Linked DNA regions of Ovis aries: region 1 is linked to region 2. Evidence: chromatin contacts called from public Hi-C data. All regions are on one chromosome and are shown on one strand. The core of a region is the stretch at or near the end of the contact, and the rest is flanking DNA. Distances in the headings are between cores, read along the strand shown.

Region 1 (5,049 bases), core at 2,548-5,047, 630 kb after region 2:
TCTGTCTCAAGGGTGCTGATTTCATAGCATCTCAGGCAGCCTAACACCCAGCACTCTACTTGGGCCACTTGCGTTGGCAAAGCAGCTGAAAGGCACGGCGCCTCTTGGAAAGTGCTCAGAAAGGCTTGGGTACAAATGAAAATAAAGCATCACTTCGCAATTCTACCCAAAGACCTAAAAGGCAGAATTGAGACGACATGCTCTGAATTTGGAATTGCACCTCAAAAGCAAGTGGATATTCAGTGTATCCTTGGAACCACAAGAAAACGCCAAAGTCACACTTCAGATGAAAATTTCTTGCTGCTCTTGACAGATTCTGAGTCACCAAGCACTGTACAGGCAAGAACAACTTGCTGACCAATTTTTTTTTTTTATGTATGTTTTATTTTTTGTCCAGTCAGGCATAGGGAATTTTCCACCTGACAATTTCTGTTTCTCACTTAAGTTCTGACACCATCTGTGAGCAGTGTGCTCCGCGAGGGGGGCGAGGGGGGACGGACTCGAAGTCAAGGAAGCCTTCCCTTCACCCAATCTCAATTTTCTCATCTGCTTACTGCCTCTACTTAGATGATTTTGCTAACATCCTAAGCTTATCTATCAGGTAGAAAGCAGTCTGGGGATTGCCAGTTTCTGGATGTGGATCTGCTACCTGATTGAGAATCTTTACATAATCTTTGAGTAAAACAAGAGATTGAGCTGTAATGAGTAGCACAATGGGAAACTGAACGGAGGGCTGGACAACAGAGCAGGACTCAACAGCTTGCTGCTGTGAAATGAGCCTCTTCCGTTCTCAGGGCGCCCCCTAGTGGCCATTCGATTAAATTCCGAAGGAATGTTCAGAGTTGCTGCAAATAAAGGGAGAAAGACACCCACCACAAGAGAAAGGCAGGCTCGCGCCTACTGATGCAATCAATCCCTTTCGCTCTATCCTAGTCCGTGGATCAGACAGCTATCAGAGGGAATACCTGAGGCCCCAGTGAAGCTCAGAAAGATGTCTGCCATAAGACAAGTTTTCACTCTTGCAGTTGGCGGCAAGCTACTCAGCCTTCCGGAGTCTGTGCCCCTCACAGATCCCAGACACACCCTTACCACTCAACCCCTCACAAGCTCACATCCTCAACCTGCAGCTCCAACCGCGTCTGGTTTTCATTACTCCGCTTTCGAACTTCCCAGCGTGATTCTTCAACAGCTATTAAGACAACATGAGCAAGGAGCTAGGCTTAGGTTTTGCTTATTCAACATCCAGCCTGGGGAATATCACCTCAGACAAAAAGCATGAATGAAGCGCACGTTTCTCAGCCTCCTCTTCCACAGACCTTCAAGTGTGCTCCTCAAAGGACATTTTTGCATCTCCTCTCGAAAATTTTCAATCTACAAAAATGGCACCGGCCCTCTCGACTACTTGCTATAGATTTTGTAGATAGGAGACAGCTTTAAAATACTATGTACATTCTCTCAAATTTCCAGTTAATCGATAATGGACTTTAATTTTTAGGATTTGGGATAAAGCTGTATCAACCCAAAGAGTGAAGCCTAGAATGAAGGAATCATCCAGATAAACCAATATTTGAGAACTGAGCTGGCTGAACTTTCTAATTGGTGCCAGGTTTTGTCCACAGAACTGTCACTGCACAGGTGCAAAAGAAAAACACTGACATCAACCCACCACTTACTTATTCAGCAGCCCATTTTGCTTTTCCCCTGTGATCATTTGTTAAGTTTATAAGCAACCCTGGGCCCCCAAACACCCCTCAAAAGTGTCCACAAGGAGTTCCATAATTACTTCCTGACTTTGGCCCTCAATCGATTAAAATCCATCTGATATGCTGAAAATCAAAGAACCATGTTAATTTTCTGCCACACACCACACAAAATCTTTCTGCAATAGTCAGTCACTTTGAACCCAACCCTCTAGCCACAAGCAGCGTGGATTACAAGGGCCTGTTCTGCAGAAAGGAAAATGACAACAAGCCAAGGTCGGGACAATGCAAAGACTCCAAAGCACTCAAGATGTTACTTGGGGTTGAATAAACGGCCTTAGGACCCTGGCAGGGTTACAGCTGTCACAGAGTGGGGCGGCTAGGTCAGACCCCTTACACAATACAGCAGTCTTGCAGCCGGGGCCTGAAAAGCAATTGAATCTGCAACTCAGGGTGGCTAATCATGCCCTAGGCATTTCAGTCCTCCCAGAAACCAGCAGCAAACTGTCACAACCCTCAGGCATGAGGGTTGAACCTTCACTTCTATTCCCTAACCTTCTCTCTTCAAAACAGGCAGGAGTCCGTCCTCCCTTGCAGCGACCTCAGCACCGCGGCGACAGGGACTGGAAGGATGCAGGGGAGGGGGGGGGGGGGGCGGGGGGGCTCATTCATCTATAGGATACGGGACGAGGCGAACCAGCTCCGAACTGCGGATGTGGCTCTGTGTGGAGTTACAGCAATAAGGCATTCCAGGGCATGAATGCGTGCCCGAGAGGGAGACCCCAACGGTCCCGATGGTGCAAAGTGTTTGCAAATCATAAACACTACTTTGCTGCCGGGATCAAAACCCCCAAAATATGCGCAGACAGGATGTAACAAGTGTTTCGGGAGAAAGACACGCCTGAGCCACGGGGGGCTGGAGCCGGGGGTGGGGGGCGGTGGTGAGAGTGAGGAATCTGTCTAGGGGTTCCGGAGAAGCCCCCTCTCGGACCAGAGACCCCCCTCTGCGCCCCAAACCCCGTCGCGTGAGCGCTGCGTCCCCAGCCGCGTCTAGACCGAGCCCGCCGGGTTTCCCCCCAACTCACCACTCGGCCCGAAAACCTCTCGGTGGCCCGCTTGACTTTGCCGTAGGTGCCTTTGCCCAGGGTCTCCTGCAGCTCGTAGCGGTGCTTCAGGTTGTGTTTGTGGTGATGCCGCTTCACACCGTGCGGCTTCCTGGGCTCCGGGCCCGCCGCCGAGGGGGCTGCGATCGCACCCGCCTCCGGCGGAGAGCCCGGCGCCCCCGGCCCCAAGTCCGGGCCGGCCGCGGGCGCAGCGGCCCCCTCCATGTCCGAATGCGGGGCGAGCAGGGCCGGAGAGGGCAGGACCGAGCACGGCGCTCGCGGTGTCGGGGTCCCAGCCGAGAGAAAGCTGGGCGCGCTCACGGTCGCCCCCGCAGCATCGGGAAGGCGGCCGGCTCCCGCCGGGGCTGCGGCTGGGTCACTGGCGGCGGCGGGGACTGCACATCTGGCGCCCCGGGCGCGCACGATCCGCGCACCGCCCACCGGCCGCGGCGAGCTGCGGCGCGTCGGGCGAGGTGGCGGCGGTGGCAGGGGAGGCGGTGGTGTTCGCAGGAGGGAGGGGAGAGGGGTGGCCCCGAGCGCAGGAGGGGGAGTGTTATGTGGGGCGCCGCGCCCCCAGACCCCTCCCCGGGAGGACGCGCAGACTGGGCGGGCGCGGGGGCGGGGGCGGCGCGCGGGCCGGCCCCCGGGGAGGGGGGCGAGGGGCGGCGCGGCCGGGGCTCCCCCCCAACTCCCGCCCGCCTCCCGGGCCTGGGGCCACCCCGAACTGGGAGGGGGATGGAAGCGTGTCGCGACTCGCCCTTTGTGCAGCGCCGGCTAGGCCGCGCCGGCGGCCAGGGGGCTTTGTCCTCGCTCGGCTGGGAAAGAGACGGGGGGGGTTCCCAGCCCGGGCGCCCCCTCCCCCGGCTCGCCCGCCGCCGCCGCCGCCGCCGCCGCCGCTACCGCGGGCTCGCCGCCGCCGCCGCCTCCTCGGACTTCGGCTCCGGCCGCGCGGCCTCCCTTCCTGCTTGCGCCCTGGCTGCGGCGACGGCGGCGGCTCGCCGAGCCCCGGCGCCGGGTAGACGAGAGCGCTCGGAGCCGGGGGCCCCCGGGGCCCGCTGGCGATCCGGCCGGGGGCGCTGCGGGCTCGGGCGCCCCTTCATTTTCTTTTAGGTGTCGCCGCGGCCGCCAGGCCGGAGACGGGGAGAGGCTGGGGGAGGGGAGGCGCGCGGGTGTTGGGTTACAGGCGGTGAGTCACGGCTCGCCCTCCCCCGCGGCGGTGCGCACCCCCTCGCGCTCAGCCCAGGCTGCCGCCCCCGCCTCGCAGACCCCCATCCCGGCTGGCGAAGGGCTGCTCTCCCGGGCCAGGGTCGGGGCAGCTGGGCGCCCCTGAAAACCCCGAGAGGCGCGTTGACCTCGGCCCCGCGCCCTCGCCGGAGAAAGGCGAAGGCGGGGAGGAAGGGAGGCTCCGAGGCTGAATCTGCGGCCGGTCGCCGCACTGCCGCCCTCCGACACTATCCAGGACTCCCGCCTGGGAGAGGAGATTTGGGTCGCTAGAGGTGCCTGGATGCAGCTGGGCGCCTACCCTGCCCGCCAAGGCTGTGTTTGGAGATGGGCAAACCAGGGACCTCGGATGGAGCAGGGCCTGAGACTGGCTAAGCCAGGGGCGACAGGCAGGCCGCTTGGCCCCTTGACCGTTTGTATTTCTCCATTAACTGAGATGGCCAGATCCTGGAGATGGTACCCAGTACCCCACCCCCACAAGCGAGGGTCAGGCAGGAAGGCCTACGACGGTGGCAAGGCTGCCACCTTCTAAGAAGCAGCAAGGGAAAATAAGGAAGAAAGCAAGAGAAAAAGGCGCTTCGGGAGTTTTTTCAATAGTGTGGTATACCAGACTGGGATGGGAAGAGTGAGGGGTGAGGAATGTCTGGTGCGTTCTGCAGATGGCCTGGTGGTTCATTTTTTCCCCAGTGAGCCGGACTTGCCCTTACTCCGCAGCTCTCAGGTTCAGCCCTCTGCATTCCTGCTGTCTTCAGGCCTGTCTATGCCTTATCACCTTACCCTGGATCCCGCAACAGCACGTCCTCCCTGCAAGTCCCCTCCGCAGTGCCAGAATAATAGCCTGTAACATTAGTCACCATACGTGTCCTCCACCCTTGCAGGGTCTCCCTGCCTGCCTCCTGCAACTATTCTGCTTTTATACAAAATCTGTAGACTTTGCATATGTAGATTAGAGAGTCAGTATAAATAACAGGCAGGTTGAGCCTGGCTTCCCAGTGGCTAGGCTGTGTGACATTTGTCAAATGACA
Region 2 (4,680 bases), core at 945-3,444:
CCACGGGGCCACAAAGAGTTGGACATGACTTAGTGACTGAACAACAGCAACAGCTTCCACAGAGGCCTCAGCTGACCGTTGAAGAACCTGAGAAGCTGGGATGACTGGTCAGACTTCGGGTCTCAAATGTGGGCAAGAGACTAAACGTTTGTGTTCCCACAGCAACCAGTTACGACAGCAGGCTGCTGCCCCTGGGAATGAGCATCGTCCTTCAGTGAGATGGTTTTCTTCGGGAAAAAAGGAGCAGTTTCTCAGAGGGCTGATAGCTGAGGGACCTCAGCCAGCAAAACGCCCAGCAGTGGAGGGAATATGAAAAAAAAATGGCCACAATATTTTTAGAGATACGCCCATTAAGAAGTGGAGTCTGTTTTCCACCCCTTGAATTTGGCTTGGCCTCATGACAAGCTTTGGCCAATGGGACTAGAATCCCACGTGATACAAGAGTCTTGAAAAGTGCTTGCCTACTGGGGCTTGTTCTTCTTTTGCTGTTGGGGACCCTTCCATTGGCATGTGGAGAAGCCCAGGCCAGCCCCCCTGAGAGGAGAGAGGCCCTATTCAACGCAGTGAGTCCCAGACATGTGACATCCTAGCCCATCCAGGCCCGGCCAGAGGCCCACATGAACCACCTAGCAGACCCACAGGATCAGGGAAAATGATAAGTGTTTATTACTTGCAGGCATTAAGTTGTAGGGGTCATTTGTTACACAGCAAAAAATTTACTGATGACTAGGGTAGCAGGAACCTGGCACTCGATCTGACCAAATGGGGAAAATGTTTTGGGATTTGGCAAACATATATGGTTTTATTTCCCTTTCCCAGGTTTCTAGATTTCTAATAAAACTCTAGCCAAATCCATATGCTTTTCAGAGCCTTTACAAAGCACTCTTTCAATTACCCTTCTCAGCTGAGACAAGGGAATAGAAGAGGCCTTTACCATTCATATATGCTAAGAAAAAAGCTTGCTTTCAGAGCTGCCAATGTTGCAGAACAGAAAACACAGTCACGATTGGAAAAAAACCAAGGACTGCTATTTGATGATAAATGTTCTAAAGATAGCAATCTGTTGATTGTTCATTGAATACAGTTTTTGGAGGAGCATTTGAGGAACTGATGCAGTGAATGAAGTGGAAATGTGCTCAAATGAAAAAGAAAGATCAAATCAAAAGAAAACATAAATCAAGCACCTTCCAGTTGCTTATCGGAAAAATATTTTTATATTTTTCATAGCACACACTTGCTGCCACTTGAAAATATTTGTTAAATGAATACATGGATAGTAGGATGTACTACCATGTGTGAGAAATGAACTTTCCTCTTGCCCCTGCTTCAAGCTCTTGGAGGGATCACCTTGGCATAAAATAGAGGCGTTGGGCTCAGTGATCTTAAGATTTCACTTCCCAGACCCCATAGATCTCCACTCAAATTCTGGGGCTGCCATTTCCATAAATATGTTTGTCTCCTCTCTATTCCTTGATTTTTCCTTCTGAAAACAGAGATTTGGACCATCTAGAAAACCTAGGTTTTGGGATTCTCCATGTGGTAATGGAATGTACCAGGAGAAAATGATCTGGATTTTCTTCTTTCTTCAACCTCTAGCAACCTTTCATGTGACCTGGGCCAAGTTATTCAAACACTCTGTGCCTCAGTTCCCAAATCTGTGTAATGGGACAATACTACTACTTGTAGGGTTGTGGGGAGAATTAGGGATAATGTATGTAAAGTGTCTGCAACATAGGTGTTAAATAGCTGGACATTATTTTATAATGGGTATGTTGCAGACTGCTATAGAGGTAAGGAGAAAGAAAATTTGTATATTCTAATAAACTTTGTGAAATCTGGTATTTCTGATTTTATTCATAATTGTCAAGTGTTGGGCAACCCCTCTGGACCCATTCAGCCTCACATCTTTATTTAGAGTTCTGAATTCTGTCTTTTTGACTAGTCCCTCTTCCAAACCCTTGCGGGGAGAAGCTACATTTCTTAAGCTGCTAAATCAAATGACAGTTGCTTTTTATTCCATGTGTTTCTCATTTCAAAATGTTGTTTTGAATATTTTCAGCTACTAAGCATAAACTCCGGTTGGTTATGTTTTGCCTTATAATTGATTTTTTTTCCTTCTGCACATTTCAGATGCCTGCTTTTGGGTTTTGCATTATTCTGTGGTTTCCCAGTCATTCACCCCGCCCTTTAATTGCTCCACCAGCACTTAGTCCCTGCTGCCTGCCAAGGCCGTCTCCCCCTTTTCCTAATATTCCCTGGGTTCTCCCCAGGGGTTGTTCCTTAATCCAACGAGCTCTCCAATGCTTTGCAAAATTGAAAGTCCTCTGTTTATCCTGCCCCCTCCCCTCAATGTTCGTGGCAGTTATCTCACTTGGGCTTCCATTTCCTGCTCTTATTCTTGGCCCTCTGCCAGCCATCACACATTCACATGAAATCCTGCCTTTCCTCACAGAAGGGAAAGGCTGTTTCCATTCATGGAATGCTCACTGGCCACAAAGATGCTACACCCTAGCCACAGGCAGGGTGTCCCGGGTTTCCTGACATGCCCAGGGCCAGGTTGGAGGACGGTGGTCCCAACAGTTATCTACAGTAAAGGCAAGTCAGGCTAGAGAACAGTGTGGTCTTTGTGGGAAAGGGGCGAGAAAATGGGCTGTCAATTCTAACTGACCTGGATTTTGGACCATGTGGTATGACTGAGCCTCAGTTTGTTCATCTGTGAAATGGGAATCATAATTCTACCCGCCTCACCACCTTCTCTTGAGGGTCATGAATGAAAAGGGTCATTTGGGCCCAGAAAATGGCATTTGCTCCATAAGGATTTTATTTCCCACCCTCCCCCTGCCCTGCCCTTTATTAGTTGCTAAACTCTTCGGGTTCAAGTCCCAGCAAGCAAAAGAATGGTACCTCAAAGAGGTTCACTGAAGAGGGTATAATGAAGATGATGTAAAGCAGTGGTCTCCAACATTTTTAGCACCAGAGACTGGTTGCATGGGAGATTTTTCCACAGATCTTGGGAGAAAGGATGGTTTTGAGAAGATTCAAGCACATTACATTTATTGTACACTTTATTCCTATTATTATTACATTAATTCCACATCAGATCATCAGGCATTAGATCCTGAAGGTCTGAGACTCCTGCTGAGATTGATGGAGGTGTGGGCAGGGTTGAGAAATGCCCTGGGATCAGCAAGAGCCAGAAGCCGTAGCCTTTGCTGATGGGCAAGTCAAGGGCTTGAGTGCTGTAGCTATGATACAGGATCAGGGCAGACTGGCCCTTGGAAAGAGTCCTGGGGTCTCAGCAAACTCTCACCATTTCCTTCCCTCTTTCTCAGAATCCTAGATTTTTAATAAAAGCTGGGAAAATCCAATTTTTTTAAAAAAATTAAAGTGGTTGGAAAGGAGTTGTGACTCCAACAGAGAAATGCAGCCACTGTTAAAATTATCCCGTCTCAGGAAGTGGGGGGTTGGTCACACAACCCTTCTCTCTCTTGCTGCCCATGCCTTCTCTTGGCTGACCCCAGCTGGAAGCCAGAGGTTGAGGGGTCCAAAGGATGAAGTCCAGTGTGTGGCCTCCTGGTCACAGAGAGAGGCAGAGAAACGGAGAAAACGGGCCAGGAGGAACAGAATCACCTTGCCATGTTTCACTGAAGAGTCACTCCAGTCACTCTGTTCAACGAGTCTCCGTTTCCTGTAAAGTGGGCATAAAACGAGCCTGCTGATCCACCTCCCGGGGCTAGAACAAAGATCGGGTGAAAACGTGATAATCACTTACTGTGCATTGACGTCTCTTCTTCATTGGCTTCATCTCACTCAATCCCAACACCCAGGGATGGTGGAAGGCAGATGGACTTTGTATTAAGGAGTGGGGCTCAGCTGAGCTTTTTAACTGTGGCATCTCCATCAAGGAACTTCACTCTCTGAACCTCCCTTGCTGTCTTCCTTTGGGTAACCCCACAAGCGGATCCTGAGACAAGTATTTGAGTGAAGTGGTTTACTTGGGAGCTGGTTCCAGGAAGCATAGTGTGGGGAGTGTGGGGAGTGAGTAAAACCGATAGCAGATCTCGGTCCTACAGGGACCTCCTGGAGACTGTGTGGGAAACAACCCTGGATTGTTCTGCCACTGGGTGAGGTGCTGGACTGCTTATCCACTGGCTCCCATCCCTTGTTGGCTGAGGGTTGCTCCTGGGGTTTCAACTCCATGGGCCTTCCCGGTAGCCTGTATTTGGGCAGAGGAAACTCAAGCAGCCAGAGAGACACAGGAAGTCACACTGATGCCCTCCAATGAGCCAGGGGGATCTGGCTGGGGGACCGACTGCGTCTGCTTGGGTTTCCTATGTTAATTCATGGGGCAGCTGTGAAGATTAAATGATTAATGATGAAATGATGCAGTGTCCGCCAAGAACCTGACCCATAGTAGGTATCTATAAATAGGAGGTATTCATAAGAAGTTGGGTAAATATTATTCCTGTCCTACAGATTATGGCAAATGGGACTCAAAGAAGTTAAGACATTTGTCCTAAATCACATGGACAGTTCTAACATGGCAGGGCAGCCCTGACTTGCACTCTGCATAGCTACCTCTGTTAATGGACTCTACATGTACAGAGCTTTTGTGTCACGAAGCGTGAGAAGCTCCATAACTATATTATAAAATGTTTGCAGTCCCAGACGTGCTAGCTC

The links. A called contact is a pair of places that touch in the nucleus more often than the background predicts.
Region 1: a contact with region 2 is called in a Hi-C map of skin fibroblasts, with 2.5 times the contacts expected there. The contact joins the promoter of NUAK1 here to the enhancer-like site in region 2. A contact is called at or near these places in 6 of 16 Hi-C or Micro-C datasets (hypothalamus, liver, muscle and 2 more).

What each region holds. Positions count from the first base shown.
Region 1 is chr3:175,150,049-175,155,097 of ARS-UI_Ramb_v3.0, forward strand. NUAK1 (NUAK family kinase 1) reads right to left here and starts at 3,798. Exons shown (of 7, transcript XM_027967685.3): 1 at 2,786-3,798. The coding sequence starts at 3,028.
Region 2 is chr3:174,516,872-174,521,551 of ARS-UI_Ramb_v3.0, forward strand. No RefSeq gene overlaps it. Among named protein-coding and RNA genes, the nearest start is that of C3H12orf75, 88 kb to the left of the region's middle. Within about 2 kb of position 2,195, at least 2 of the 54 cell types and tissues checked have an H3K27ac peak or open chromatin away from gene starts, as enhancers often do.